5 separate regions of the Mus musculus genome follow, and all the other regions are linked to region 3. Evidence: chromatin contacts called from public Hi-C, HiChIP or PLAC-seq and promoter capture Hi-C data. All regions are on one chromosome and are shown on one strand. The core of a region is the stretch at or near the end of the contact, and the rest is flanking DNA. Distances in the headings are between cores, read along the strand shown.

Region 1 (2,700 bases), core at 174-2,673, 580 kb after region 3:
ATCCCACTCTCCAGGCACAGCAGTGAGACAGATTATTCTCTGCAAACAAACCGAGCACAGTCCTGTGGGCAGCATATCCCAGCCTGCATCCCACTAAGCCAGCTAACCAGCTAACTAGCTAACTAGTCTTTGCTGGTGATTACTGTGTTTGAATTAAAGAAGTCCTTGGCCACCTGCCTTGTGCCTGTGACAAGTTCCCTTTTTTTTTTTTAATCCTATTTATCTTCACAGTCATCTATTTGTGTCAAGACAAGAAGCATACGAGCACAGCATCTGTTACTAGAGTCACAAAATTACCAAATACTTCTAGAAGGAAAGAAATAGGCGATAAATCCAGATTACATGTCAGGTGTCTTAGGAGGGAGCATTAGTCTTTCAATCACAGTGTCTTGTTTAAACTGAGCATATGGCATTGACAGCACAGTCGCCAGCTCAGCCTGGTCTGTAATAGGGACAGGCACCACAGAAATGTCACCTCTTCTGATTTGGCAGAAGAAAGCAGCCTCTCCAACTCAGACAACCCCCGTCCCCCGCTGAGCCCCTATAATGAAGTAGGTAACCATTGAAGATGCTTCCCGTTGGTTACTTTTACTCTGCTGCTGCTGCTGCTGCTGCAACCTATGTAAATTCAGAATCTGATTTGGGGGGAAAATATATAACTTTTTGTGGCAACTAATACTGATCATACCCACTGGGAGAGCTACTTGATTTCTTTCTGCATGTAAGCAACAGGTCTGTGTGGTCCTACTAAATTAACCTCCTTGCTGGGTTTAAGTCTTCAGACTTTAGGGAGGGACAAGGGAAGGCAGTCAGGTGTTAGAGGCAGACAGACCACATGATAGGCACACCTGAAGAGAGACGCTGACAGTCTTTCCAGACAATCCCTGACAACCCGACAGCCCCGGAATCTGAAAACTGGACCCAAGACATGCCCAGCACTGCTGCTTGGATCCAGTCTCCCTGGTTCCCCGCCAAGCGTCCATGTGAGCCACACCAGAGCGCCCAGCCCCTTACCTGCCAGGCTGCCCGGCCTCTGGAGGGTGGCGGTGGCATACAGCTCCTGCGAATGCTTGCTGTACTGCTCAGACGCGTGGACCAGGCGCTTGGTGGGCGACAGGGTGGCGTAGGTGCCGATGGTGGAGCTCAGCTGGTGGATGGGCGAAGAGGAGATGGTGGACTGCACGGTGGGGGGCGAGGTCACGCGGATCGGGGACAGGCCGGCCGAGGACACGACGATGTTGATGGGCGAGCTGGTGCTGTAGGACTTAGCCAGGCGGCTGGGCGACTGCTTGGGCGAGGAGCCGCGCGGCGCGGCGTAGGCGGCACCCTCGGGGGCCGAGCCTCCGCGCTGCAGCTTGGTGGGTGAGCCGCCCTGCGTGGTGGTCAGCGGGGAGCCCCCGCGCGGCGGCGCGGGCAGCGTGGAGCTGGAGTAGTAGAGCGCCGCGGCGGCGGGCGGCGCGTCGGGCAGGTGGAAGGCGCTGCCCAGGCTGGGCGCGAACGGTTCCCGCGGAGGCGGAGGCGGTGGCGCAGGCTCGGAGCCCGCCAGGTGCCCCGCGCGGCCGGTCGTGCCCTGTGCCGGGAGGGAGAGCAGAGAACAGGCGCGCTCAGAGGTGGAGAAGCAGCCGCCCGCCCGCCCGCCCCGCCCGGCTGCAGAAGACAACTTCTGCGCCCAGGCTACGCGTGGAGAGGGACGCGAACCCACGCCCCAGCACGTTCCCAGCCCGGTTCCTTTCCAAGGAGGGAAAGGAGCGGGTTAGCAGAGGCCCGCTGACAAAGAGGCGAGAGGCATGCGTCTGCTCCGAGTTCCAAGAGGTTTTAGTCACAGGAGAAACATTTAAAGGCCACCCAACCGGTGATCTCTCAGAACGCCCTCTCTCTCTCTCTCTGCTAGCTTTAATGAAAACTCCAGGCATTAAACGCTCCCATTATTCCAGGAGACACACTTTCAGCCACCGAAAACTGACCGAATTGCGTACTTAGACCGGGACATAAAAGATGCACTACTTAGAATTTATTCTGCTGTCTTGCCGTTAAGACTTTTTGGTCAAGAGTTAAACGGAGGGAAAAGTGCTACGTCACGAGAGTAAGCTTGGTTTTTCAGTTAAAAAAAAAAAAAAAAAAAAAAAAACTAGAGGAAACAGATCAATTAAAATTGGAAACACTAAAAGTGCTTCCTTTTCTGGTTATTAAAAGTGTACTCTAGATGTCTCAGAACAACACCTCTGCTGTTGTGTCTTTCGACTGAAAGCCAGTTGCTTTCTTTGACTTACAAGAACACAAAAGACCAGGGCTGGGGTGGAGTTAGAAAGACAGTTTCCTCTAATCTTGCTCAGAGACAAATCTGCATTAGAATGAAAATACCCAATTGTCATCTACTTATGGGCAGAATGACTAGATTCTCCAAGCTTCACCCAGGGCAGGAGAAAGGGTCTGGGGGAGTCCCTGGTGTGAAAAGCTAGTAGCATCTCACACTGTGTGAGAGAGAAGCTGTCATGGAAGGGTATGGAAGGAAGAATGCTGGTTGGGCTGGGAAGAGAGCAAGGAAATGAAGGGAGGGGGGAAGAAGAGCTGATAGATGCTCTCCACAGGAAACTTCCGTTGTACCTCTGCCCTTTGGGGTGGTATTTGGCAAGTGGGAGGCTGGGCACTTTATCTGAGCACACACAGCATTCCAAATTGTCTGGAGAAACACTGAGGATG
Region 2 (2,700 bases), core at 67-2,566, 610 kb after region 3:
TTTAATTGAACCATTGTGCTGTTTCTGTGTCAGCTCTACTGGGCTGCTCACTGCTACGCTGATCAGTCAACTCTGACATCCTCTGTACCTCGGTCAGATGTTGATGAACTCCAATGCTTCCTTTCTGAGCATTAGCAGGAGCGGAGGAGAGAATTCTCTGCATTGGGAAGCTGGGTGACCACTACTGTGGTTTAGAGTAGGGGTGGATAAGAGTAGTTGCTATTTGCTAATGGCTGTGATGCCCCCAGCAAGGTATTCCAAGTGTTACCCCTCTACGTCTCAGCGAAAATACCTCCGTACTCCGTGAGTAAACAGAAGGTTAAACTCGTGTTTTCTTGTTTCCTGTGACTGTGTATGAGTCTGAGTAAATCTTGATTCTGGAGGGTGTGTGTGCCTTTGTATATGAAGCTATGAAGGGGTGATGTGTGTGTGTGGGGGGGGGCTCACTTTGCTGTTCCTTTAAGTCACACAAATCTGCCAGATTTTCATTTCCCCATTCGTCCTTCCCATATTGATCTGCCTGCCTGTCTACCTGTCTGTCCTTCCATCCGTCTGTCCATCCATCCATTCATCCATCCATCTTACCTGTTGCAAACATGTTAAAGCCTGGTCACATATTTTAATGGAATAATTAGTATACATGAAGTTTACTCCCCTTAGATCTTCAACGGAAATATATGAAAGCAATGGTCTTATATCCCTCAGGAAAGAGAAAAGAAATTTGAGTAACAATACAAAATTGGTAAAAATTAAATTTCACTTTGACTTTTTCAAGACAGTTTTCTCTGTTTAGCCCTGGCTTTCTTGGAACTCGATTTGTAGACACAGGCTGGCCTATGAAGTCAAAATCCGCCTGTATCTGCCCCAGGAAGTGCCTGGATTAAAGCCCTGCACCACAGCTCAGCTCTTCTGACTAATTATGAAACTCCCTTAAAGGCTGAAGACAAGAGGAAGTGCAAACAACAGGAACTGGAAGTTGCTCTGGAGAACCGCGGTCACAGAGCTGCTTGCACTGTGGCTTCTTCCTCTGAGCCCACTTCCGCTTACAAAGTCACCGTACACTTTGACTGTTTATAGAGCAGAAACCACAGGGTATCCATAAACACCAGTGGCCATCACATCTTCTGTCTTTACAGGCCGAAAGGCAGTAGCAGCCTTTTGACCATGTGAGCCACCTGAACTCATGTAATGTTTAGTAAAAGAAAAAAAAATATCGATGGATGTATAAATCTTCACCACAGATTTATTCATAACTACCAAAGGCTAGAATATCAGCCAGACATCCCTCAGCAGCTGAGCAGTGAATGGCCTGACACAACACACTACAGAAACCTCCACAGCAAGGGAAAGAATGGCTTTTGGTACACAGTAGGTAGTGATCCTCAAAAGACTAAGATGCCTTTAAAAAGAAGTAATAGTCTTGAAGTACAATATTAGGGGACTGAAGAAAAGATCAGTGACAGCTAAGGGTTAAGGATATGTCAGGGGATAGTGCAGGACGAGGTAGCCTTTCTGTGATGGAGTGGTTAGAATATTGATATTGGTGGTACAAACACAAAGCCATTTGTTTGATGCAGTCTCATAGAACTAAGCACACACACAAATCTCTCTCTCCTTCTCTCTCTTTCTCTGTGTGTACAAACACACACACACACACACACACACACACACACACACACACACACACTTGCACACATGGGAGGTGTATATTGAAAGTAGGAAATTCTGGATTATACCAATGCCTTATATGTGGGCTAGGCATAGTTACAGGGAAACAGGCATAGTTACAAGTAAGCTTTCTGTATAATTTATTTTGTATTTTCATGAGTCTATAAATATTCACAAATAAAAAACAAAACAAAACTAAAGTGGTTTGACCATGCTTCATTTTTACACTCTGACTTTTTTTTTTGTTTTGTTTTGTTTTGTTTTTGTATACAAATGCTGTTAGTTTATTCTCTCATGTAATATAAGCTAGAACAAACTGAAGATAGGGGATATTGGAATAATGACAGAGAAGGAAGAGATGGAGATGGTATGATGGTTTATAGATGCTCAGCCCAGGGAGTGTCGATATTGGGAGGTGTGGCCTTGTTGGAGTAGGTGTGTCACTGTGGGCATGGGTTTTAAGAGCCTCATCCTAGCTGCCTGGAAGTCAGTCTCCCACTAGCAGCCTTCAGAGGAAGATGTAGAACTCTCACTCTCCAGCACCATGCCTGCCTGGATGAAGTCAACCCCAATTAAATGTTGTCGATTAAAAGACTTATAATGGTTATGGTGTCTGTTCACAGCAGTAAAACCCTAAGACAGATGGGCATACAGAAAAAAAAAAAAAAAAAAGAAAAAAAAAAAGAAAAAGGAATGTGTTCACTTGTGAGTATCCTTTTGTTCTTTATTCTTATCAGAGCTGACTGGACTTGCCCAACCTCATTGATACTTTGTTCCTTGAATGAGCTGTTAGCCCTGAAATAGAATATAGGAATCACATAGCCAATCTTATGCAAGAACTACCCTGTCATTGGTGAAAAGGTCATGGGTTATACCCCAGATTCTCTGCTCATCAGATGCCCAAAATTCTTTCTATTGTCCTGTGATTTGAAGAAAGATTTAAAGTGATATTTGGCTCCATATCCTGGAGCAAAATGCCAGTTTTTATGCATGCACGTAAAATCCAGATCTCATATAATGCAATGTACTCCC
Region 3 (2,700 bases), core at 104-2,603:
ATACCACTGAGTTCGTTTTGCGTTGGCCATCTATTTACTGGGGCATAGGGCCTACCCTGAAGGTGGTTTAATATACTCAGTGAGACGCCACTGGCGAAGCAAGCCGGTACCCATTGCGGACAGACTTGGTTAGGGATAGGAGCCAGTATCTTAAAGGTAATCTTTCCACAAGTTAATTTGTATTGTAAGAAGTGAGAATTGAACCCAGAGCCTTCCATACTCTAGCATAGTATCTTACACTGAACACAAAGACTCCCGTAGCTATAACTCCTAACCCCAGTTAGGCGAGTTGAGAAGCACTGTCATAGTGAATCAGCTTTGAAATACAGCATACTTTAAAGGCAGTTTCCTCTCTCCTCCTGTTCTCCAGTGGGGCCAGCAGCTGGAGAGTCTAAGTTTTTACTACAGAAAGATGGTACAGATGTGTCCCTACCCCACACAGTCCTCCAAGGTCTGCAGGGAGATGCCCTGGTTTTATACCACAGGAGACTTGGCTTCTAGGACCCACGGTTTCCAGGCTGGCTCTCTGTGGTGCTTCCACAGGTATCTCTGCCACCAGAAAGGGCAGTAGAAATGCCAACTCCTCCAGCCATGGAGGAACAAACAGGAACTGAGTGGAGGCGGCTGCCCAAGGCACACAAAGGTTGCTCACCATTTCCTAAGAGAGGTGGCTCTTTACTGGACTGAACTGCCAGTAAAAAGAAGTTTTGGCTCAGAAGTTCCGGGTTTGCTTTAAAAAAATACCGTTTTAACCACTTTCAAGAGGGAGTTGGATGCGAAAATTAAATGAATAAAGGAAGTCATGCCGGGTGATTAATGATCATAATTATTTCCGCTTCTTTGGTCTGTCAGTGTGAAATGCTGTCAGCCCACGATTAATCATCATGATACAACACTACCTTTTAATTGTTGGGGGTCTCCCACGCAAACATCTGTGCAATCTCATAAAAACTGCCTACTTTTGAGTTTTGACTTGTACAACTAGGGTGTCCCCGCCGGGGAGGGCTGGATCCCGCGACCCGCTCACCTGCACCCCGGGCCCGCTCACCTGCGCGCCTGCGCAGCACACAAGCAAGGGGCACCGGGGCACTGGGACCCCGATCCTGCCCTGTCCCCTCCCGGCGCCCCAAGACATAGTGCAAACCAGTCAGTACCGGCGGGCGGGTGTCCAGCTTTGGTCTCCAGCTTTCCTTCTGGAGGCGAAGACATGGCGCCGCTGGTTTTCGGAGGGGCGACGGCAGCCGCGGGGTGGGCGTCAGTGCGCGCGCGAGGACTCGGGGGAAGGCGTGAGGCGCGCGCTGCTCGGGAACGCGCACTGCCGCCCCGGGCAGGGGGGCGTGGCTCCAAACGGCTGCGTGGCACGGTCCCGCCCACCCGAACTCTGTGAGCCGCCTCGCCTCGCCCCGCCCGTCCTTGTGGAGCATGCGCAGCGGCCAGCGCCACGTACGACTCCAAGGCTATTGTATGGGAAGGATGACAGGGCGCGTGTGTACGTGAAGGGCGGGGCGGCCCTGCGACCAGCGAGGGGCTGGACCCGTGGTGCGTGTTCACTAGCCAAGCTGTCACTGAGGGAAGCGTAGCCTGCTGGTGGTTCGAGACCCCAGCGCGGGGTTTCGTTCAGAGATGGCAGCTCCTGGCTCCTTGGCTCACTTTGCAGCAAAACTTATCCGTTACTCTCTAGAACTCGCAGCTCTGCAAGATCAGCAGTCTTCTATCTTTAGAAAAGGGCCTGCCACCATCCCTTCCAGGCTGCACACGGATCTTAGACGACCCAGCTATTAAAAGAGGCAGGGTGCCACACCTCTCTACTCCTTCCTTACTCTCAGAACCTCTTGACTGATCTCTCAGAACCTCTCCCTGACCCCAGGCTGCCAAATCCGAAGGTCACTTGTCCAGTGCCTTTGATCTCGTAGGAGCACTGCAGACAGCTCTGGATGTTCTTTAGCTTTAGGGACGCCATGTCTCTGCCTTGTCCAGACCACCGTGGCTGCCATTCGGCTTGGCAAGCTTCTCTGTAGACTTGTAAATATTTGTATCTCCCGTGCATCATCCTTGGCCCTCTTCCCTACACGTTCCTGGGGTGCTTTCCACTGTAATGATGTTGGCGTCTGAGTAATTCATAAATTACTCAGAATTATTTAGCTCGCGGTTCTCAAGAGGCAAGTGGTTTGCAGGCTTGCATAGAAACAATTTCTTAGTCGAGGAGGTTTGAAGCCCTTGTGGCCATCAAATGCAACCTGTAGCACATACAACCCACAAGGCTTTTTTCGTGACAGGGCCTGGCAAACTAGCAGCTCATTGCTTATGGCTCCTTGACCCATATTGGTTGTTCTGATCCTTCTTTAGTGGGACAGGCCAGTTCTTCTGGTCTTGGCATCTGCTATTCCCATCACTGAGCACTGATTCCTCCAGATATCTACATGACTGACTCCTTCCTATAGTACAACCAGCTTGTGAAGTCAGCTGACCTGTGGGATCTGAGAATGTAGCCAAGGTGCCCGGCTCATGTTTCTGTTCATGTTTTTTACTGCCTCCATGCGATCAACCTCATCTGGCCGTCCTTATTTCTCTCTGCTCATTTACTGGAATTCTCCATGGACTGGACTGTCAGCTCCATGGAAGGAGAAGCCTGGTATATGGTTTTCACTTATATTCCAGGCCCTTAGCCATGGCAATCGCAAAAGACCCATATAATCCTGG
Region 4 (2,700 bases), core at 20-2,519, 840 kb after region 3:
GTTTTTCCTCATTTGTTACATTAGCTACTGAGTTTGAGATGTTGACATCTCCAGCTACCAATACATCTTTTATCACTGAATTTCTTAGCCTCCTAAACCCTGGGCTTACAGTCACACTCCACTACACACTGCTACATACTACACTGAGTTAAACAATTAATTCAAAGGAAGGTAAACACATAAAATAGCCCAAATGTTCCCATTCTGTACTAACTTAGGACAGTAATCGGCAGAACATGATTTCAAAACCAGGATTAAATTTAGCAATTCATTTAAAAAAATAAAGAAGGCACTGAATGATCTCAAGCTATTTTCAAGATATCTTTGAGGCAGGGTCTACATAAAGGCAATACACACACTAAGATGGTCTTCCATGCCTCTGTGATTTGTTAAATAAATAAACATAAAACTACAAAAGAATATATTTGCAAACCTTTCACATCCATAGCTTATCAATGTAAATCACGGATGATACTTACATAAATTACATTGCTTTAATGAGCAAGACAAAGATAGTCTTGGAAGAAAATGATGCTTGTTTTTGAAATATACTTCCTTTACAACAATAACCAGGAAAGCCATTAAATTATAATATATTCCTGACATTGTGAATTCATTATGTGCATATAAATACAGATCATATATTTTCATTAACACAATACTTTTTTTTTCCTCTTAACACCATCCTAAAATCCAATAGCATTGTTACAGGTATGAGTAGCATACAGAAATAAACACACATTTCACGTCATAAGAAGTAAGAAGCCAGACATTGAGTGTCAATAGCCTGGAGACACAGATTTAGGTTTTCCCAAATTCCACGCAGAAATGAGGCAGCAACTTCATGAACTTCTTATAGTAACAGAATAAAGTTGAAGCAAGAAACCTAGATATAAACCAGAAATCTCAGCTGTAAACCTCACATCCTATCAGCTAGCATCCTTAGCCCTTTCCTGGATCTACAGTAACACATTATAAAGGTTTTACTCTGTTTATCAGAACGTTAGGTTCAGCTTTACCTACTACTCATAGGATATCAGGATGCAAAGCAGCAGTGGGCTCTTTAGGGGCTGAACAAAGCAAAAGATGAATTGTAATGAGAGTCTGGGCCTACAATATGCCAACCTTCCTTAATCATGGAAGCTCTTATCAGCCAATCAACCATTGTCCACAGATCGTTTCCAGCAATTTGAAGCCTTGAAGGCCTTCGAGGGTGGATCCCCTTCCTCAGATAAATCTTTGGGTCATAACCTCTCTGTTTCCCTGGTAACACTAGAAATGAAAACACCACGACTCCCCATGCAAAAAGGTGGAGATCACAGCGCTTTGATGCAGTCCTTCAAGGGAAAGCTGCTTTTCATTCTGGTCAGAAGAATGCAGTCTTATCTTCTGCGTCTGGCCCCGAGTGGGGCCAAAGATAACAATCAGATCTGCTGAACATTACATACTATCCTCTTCTCTCTTAAGCTGCTAATCCATCTGGGCTTGTCAATCACCCTGCTAGCAGCCCATCCCTCTGGAAAGCAGAGTCATCCAAAGACATTCAAAGAAGATGGGCACAATAACTGTGCTCTTCATAGGATAATGTACTTGGGGTTTTAGTATTGCCTAATACAGATGTTTAAAGTACGTCCAGATGATTCTCTAACGCTCAGGGCTGCTGCAAAGTCCACTTTTTTGTGTCTAATTGTGCTCATTTGGATCTTCCCTCCGGCTTTGGTTAATTGGGCTACGGTGATATCAATCTTGTTTGTTTTCTCTAAGAGACAACTCCTTCCTTTATCTATTCTTTGTCAGGCTGTTCTTGTTCTTTCCTTTTTCTTTTCTATTTCATTGATTTCAGCCCTGAGTTTGATTATTTCTTACCATCTACTCTGTTTGGGGGTGTTCTTTCTTCCTGTTCCAGAGACTTCAGATGTATCATTAATTTACTATTATGAGATCTCTCTATTGGATGTACACAGTGCTATGAACTTGCACATGAGGACTGCCTTCATCACGTCACATAGGTTTGGGTATGCTATATTTTCATTTTCATTCAAAGGTAGAAAGTTTTTCATTTTTTGTCTTGTCCCAGTCTTCATGCAATAGTGACTTCTTCAGTTTCCATTAGTCACTCAGTGACAGTGGGAATGTGATAGCCAGCCCTACCCCTATGGCACCCTGTTTTTGCTTGCATAGAAATTAACTGCTCTAGCTCAGTTGTTAGAGTGCTCTGACCTGGATAATAATTTACCCTGGTCCCCTGTGATGACTACAGAAACTTAACATCAAAAGAGCCAGGTGTGACTTAAGAGCCATTGACAGTTTACTCTGGAATGCCTGGGAGTTCTAGTGGCCTACAGGCAGGATAAGAATAGGATAAAGGGCTATGAGGTATTAACAGCTGCTTTTGCTTTTGTAAACTTGCTTAATGCTGTGAGAAAGGGATAAAATGGCTTGCTGTTGGTGTTTGTTTGTTTGTTTGTTTGTTTGTTTGTTTTTATTACAACAGAAAAGTAAGAAACCGCTGAAGGCACTCAATACTTCAATTAGACATCTCATACCTCCAAGAAAAACTCAGTGCCAGGAATTGGGTTCCATCTTGTTGAGTCATTGGCCAAAATCGCCCCATAGAGCCCCAGAGATACCACAAGCCATTGCCAAGGTTATTGGTTGTTCTCCAGAATCTGGTGATAAAGACCTATTGCTTAAGACAGC
Region 5 (2,700 bases), core at 192-2,691, 770 kb after region 3:
GGCCATGGAGAAGCTCCAGCAGTAAGAAGTTGTAGCAATTAAATAATTGCAAGGAGTAACCGTTTCAGAGCTAGCTCAGCTTTTCCTGTGTAGGACTGCAGTTATCTTTGCTGTCCATGGCCAAAGCAGACTGTGTCAGGAGGCAAGGGGAAGAAAAGGAGAAAGGGAAGAGGAAAGAAACTGCAAACAGGGCTGGACCTCTGCCTGGGATGTGGCAGTGACAGCTTCTCACACAAACCCAGACCTCCAGTGCTGTCCTGCTTCCCTGAACCGTGGAAAGCTGGTTAGACACAAAAGGCAAGCCTCTTGTTACCGAGCCTGGAACTGCATGCCCTCACACACTAGCTCACATTTGTCCATCAGTATAAACTTGAACTCTATCACGAAGGATGAAGAGAATTGTAAATCTCACTAATCAAATGTGTTCCGGTTACTACATGCTCCATCAAGGAATCTAGGCACCCGCACTAAGCAAATCACACACCCTCCTTCATTTTATCTCAACGTAAAGCTACGGCAGTGACAGACTGAGACCAGACGACTTTAGCTACCCCTCTCCATCCTGGCATGAATCTAATTTCACTGTCTTAGGAGCATTCTGGGTTTTTCAACAAGGTTGCAAGTTTGACCATCCTGGCGGTAGTACTTCGATTCCTGATGTTGCAAATAGTTACACTATAAAATCTATGACTTGTGTTTTGGGGAAAAATAGAACTTGGAAGCTAGAATCCCTAAGCTAATAAAAACATTGTCAGCAAGGGAGTAAGGTCAGATCATACTTGAAAATACATTAATGAAGGAGATGGTAAAATAATAATAATAAAAATGATGATGATGACGACAGTAATAATGTACAATAGCTGTAGGCTTACTCTCAATAAGTCAGAAATAAAGCAAAGCTAGCTTTCTCATTTTTAAAGGAGTCTCTCTCCCTCTCTGTCTCCTCTGACACACACACACACACACACACACACAGAGAGAGAGAGAGAGAGAGAGAGAGAGAGAGAGAGAGAGGCATGCAGGCACTAGGAAAGTAATGGCAGAATACAATGCATTTTAAGTTACAAAAGACAATTTTCCTCCTGGCATAACTGAGCCCATTTTTTTTGTTGTTGTTTATAACAGGTAAAGGAAGCCTACCGTATTTTTCATGTTGTATGTCTGAAGTATACACTTAAGATGTTATCTTTGCAGAAATAATTCATTTCATCTGATTGCTTAGAATTACATCTTACGATCCTAGCATTAAAAATAACACTTGTTTCAGTTTTTCACATACTTAGAGCATCTCTTTATTCTTATATTCTCCTAACATTTATATAAATTCACGATCATGAATAATGCCTTGTCAAAACAGAGTGAGCCCTGTTTCTTTGGTTGGACTTACGTATTATGCCAGTGCCCTTGGTCGAAGGCACCAGAGGAATACCAATAAGAAAATGCACATGACTAAGCATTTTAAGTTCTTCACACAATGTGCTTGGCTAAGACACAAGCTAAATAGCCTACTTGAAAACTACTTTTGCATGCAGGCGTGCGCGCACACACAAGAACCTACAGTAAAATGAAAGAAACCAGTAGAATGTTTTAAAACAAGTATGAAAAAAAAGTTCTTGAAATAACACTACCACTCAACCTGTCAAATCCTATTTATATAAAAGCATCTGTAGAATTATCCTCCGTAGGTTATGCTGTACTTGAGTAGTATCACAGATTTCGAAGATGGATGCCAGGACTTTCTGTCCTCTATCTAAGAGTTAACCTGAACACTGGCCACCTAAGCATGGAAGGCTGTAGTTATAATGTGTAGTCATTACGGTAAAGAAATGAATGGAGTGAGGGTGGCTCCTAACAACTGCCATTTCTGTAATTCCTGGACTTTAGACTTCTCTTTCTGCTTTAGGTTGATGGTCTTTAGTTAAAAATAAACATTATCAAAATACTCAGTCCTTCCCAAATTCTATCCCTTGTTATATTTCATCTCAGGTAGCTAAGATCAATCTTTACGTGCATTCCCTTCAGTCTCTCTCCTAGGAGCCACACCTCAGAAGCACTGTATTATGAGGCTCAAACTTCCCATTCCCCTTCCCTCTGAACAGAAAATATGAGAATCTCTAGTTCCATCTAAATCAACCAAATTCCCCTTGGTATGCATAGCCTATGGCTATCTCCCTTCCCATCTATCCACTAAGCATTTCCCCATAGAACATGATTTCCTTGGTCATGCTAGACACAGGGAAAGCCCATGACACCCCAAAATGCTGACCCTGTATTTTGATTGCATTTGAATGGTACAGTTACATTTCCTTAAATAAAAGGAAACATATCTCCCTTTCAATAAGCCTTCTGTGGAAAGGCTTACAAATGAAGGAAAGGCAGGTAGTATTGATCAGATAGCTCTTTAAAAGTGGGACTGAAGATGAAGAACTGAATAGCCACTGCTAATTCTCATGAAATTATGAAGATTCAATCAAAATCAGTAGGTGTCTTTACCGTATCTGTTAATAACTTGCTCAAAAAAAAAAAAATCACACATCAAAAGGACGTGCCTCGACAACAAACATACTCATGTCAGTCTGTCTCGCAAGTCAGAATGCTACTACAGTTTTCTGCAAACCTGGAAGGTAAACACATTAAGGAAGAGTTACCCATCCAGGTTTCACGTGTAGCGGACATTTTACCGCAAATAGATCTTTTACA

What was found. Promoter capture Hi-C pulls out the DNA fragments that hold promoters and counts their contacts. A called contact is a pair of places that touch in the nucleus more often than the background predicts. HiChIP or PLAC-seq counts read pairs in DNA pulled down with a chosen protein or histone mark.
Region 1: a promoter capture Hi-C map of stem cell-derived epiblast-like cells shows a contact between it and region 3, with 2.4 times the contacts expected there. The contact joins the enhancer-like site here to the promoter of Dap in region 3. A contact is called at or near these places in 6 of 39 promoter capture datasets (HPC-7-derived erythroid cells, cranial neural crest, embryonic stem cells and 2 more), 1 of 115 datasets of contacts at active chromatin or transcription factors (embryonic stem cells) and 2 of 9 other capture datasets (embryonic stem cells and macrophages).
Region 2: a contact with region 3 is called in a Hi-C map of B cells, with 11 read pairs. The contact joins the enhancer-like site here to the promoter of Dap in region 3. A contact is called at or near these places in 3 of 39 promoter capture datasets (the C10 cell line, the HPC-7 cell line and neural stem cells), 3 of 484 Hi-C or Micro-C datasets (B cells, CD4 T cells and neutrophils) and 6 of 115 datasets of contacts at active chromatin or transcription factors (the 230-238 cell line, astrocytes, embryonic forebrain and 3 more).
Region 4: a contact with region 3 is called in an H3K4me3 HiChIP or PLAC-seq map of neural tube, with 6 times the contacts expected there. The contact joins the enhancer-like site here to the promoter of Dap in region 3. A contact is called at or near these places in 2 of 39 promoter capture datasets (embryonic stem cells and hippocampal neurons) and 6 of 115 datasets of contacts at active chromatin or transcription factors (embryonic forebrain, embryonic stem cells, neural tube and 1 more).
Region 5: an H3K27ac HiChIP or PLAC-seq map of oligodendrocyte precursor cells shows a contact between it and region 3, with 6 times the contacts expected there. The contact joins the enhancer-like site here to the promoter of Dap in region 3. A contact is called at or near these places in 2 of 39 promoter capture datasets (embryonic stem cells and hippocampal neurons), 3 of 115 datasets of contacts at active chromatin or transcription factors (astrocytes, cardiomyocytes and oligodendrocyte precursor cells) and 1 of 9 other capture datasets (embryonic stem cells).

The regions. Positions count from the first base shown.
Region 1 is chr15:30,645,639-30,648,338 of GRCm38.p6, reverse strand. Ctnnd2 (catenin (cadherin associated protein), delta 2) reads right to left here. Exons shown (of 23, transcript NM_008729.3): 7 at 1,015-1,570. Among named protein-coding and RNA genes, the nearest start is that of Gm31841, 36 kb to the left of the region's middle. Within about 2 kb of position 1,423, at least 95 of the 459 cell types and tissues checked have an H3K27ac peak or open chromatin away from gene starts, as enhancers often do.
Region 2 is chr15:30,609,092-30,611,791 of GRCm38.p6, reverse strand. The region is part of intron 3 of Ctnnd2 (catenin (cadherin associated protein), delta 2); the gene reads right to left. Among named protein-coding and RNA genes, the nearest start is that of Gm24487, 8.9 kb to the right of the region's middle. Within about 2 kb of position 1,316, at least 101 of the 459 cell types and tissues checked have an H3K27ac peak or open chromatin away from gene starts, as enhancers often do. A contact at or near this core is called in the 230-238 cell line, B cells, the HPC-7 cell line and 3 more, where this site is marked.
Region 3 is chr15:31,223,038-31,225,737 of GRCm38.p6, reverse strand. Dap (death-associated protein) reads right to left here and starts at 1,353. Exons shown (of 4, transcript NM_146057.3): 1 at 1,155-1,353. The coding sequence starts at 1,209.
Region 4 is chr15:30,386,265-30,388,964 of GRCm38.p6, reverse strand. The region is part of intron 2 of Ctnnd2 (catenin (cadherin associated protein), delta 2); the gene reads right to left. Among named protein-coding and RNA genes, the nearest start is that of Gm41284, 120 kb to the left of the region's middle. Within about 2 kb of position 1,269, at least 8 of the 459 cell types and tissues checked have an H3K27ac peak or open chromatin away from gene starts, as enhancers often do. A contact at or near this core is called in neural tube, where this site is marked.
Region 5 is chr15:30,449,697-30,452,396 of GRCm38.p6, reverse strand. All of the region lies in intron 2 of Ctnnd2 (catenin (cadherin associated protein), delta 2), which reads right to left. Among named protein-coding and RNA genes, the nearest start is that of Gm41284, 52 kb to the left of the region's middle. Within about 2 kb of position 1,441, at least 28 of the 459 cell types and tissues checked have an H3K27ac peak or open chromatin away from gene starts, as enhancers often do. A contact at or near this core is called in oligodendrocyte precursor cells, where this site is marked.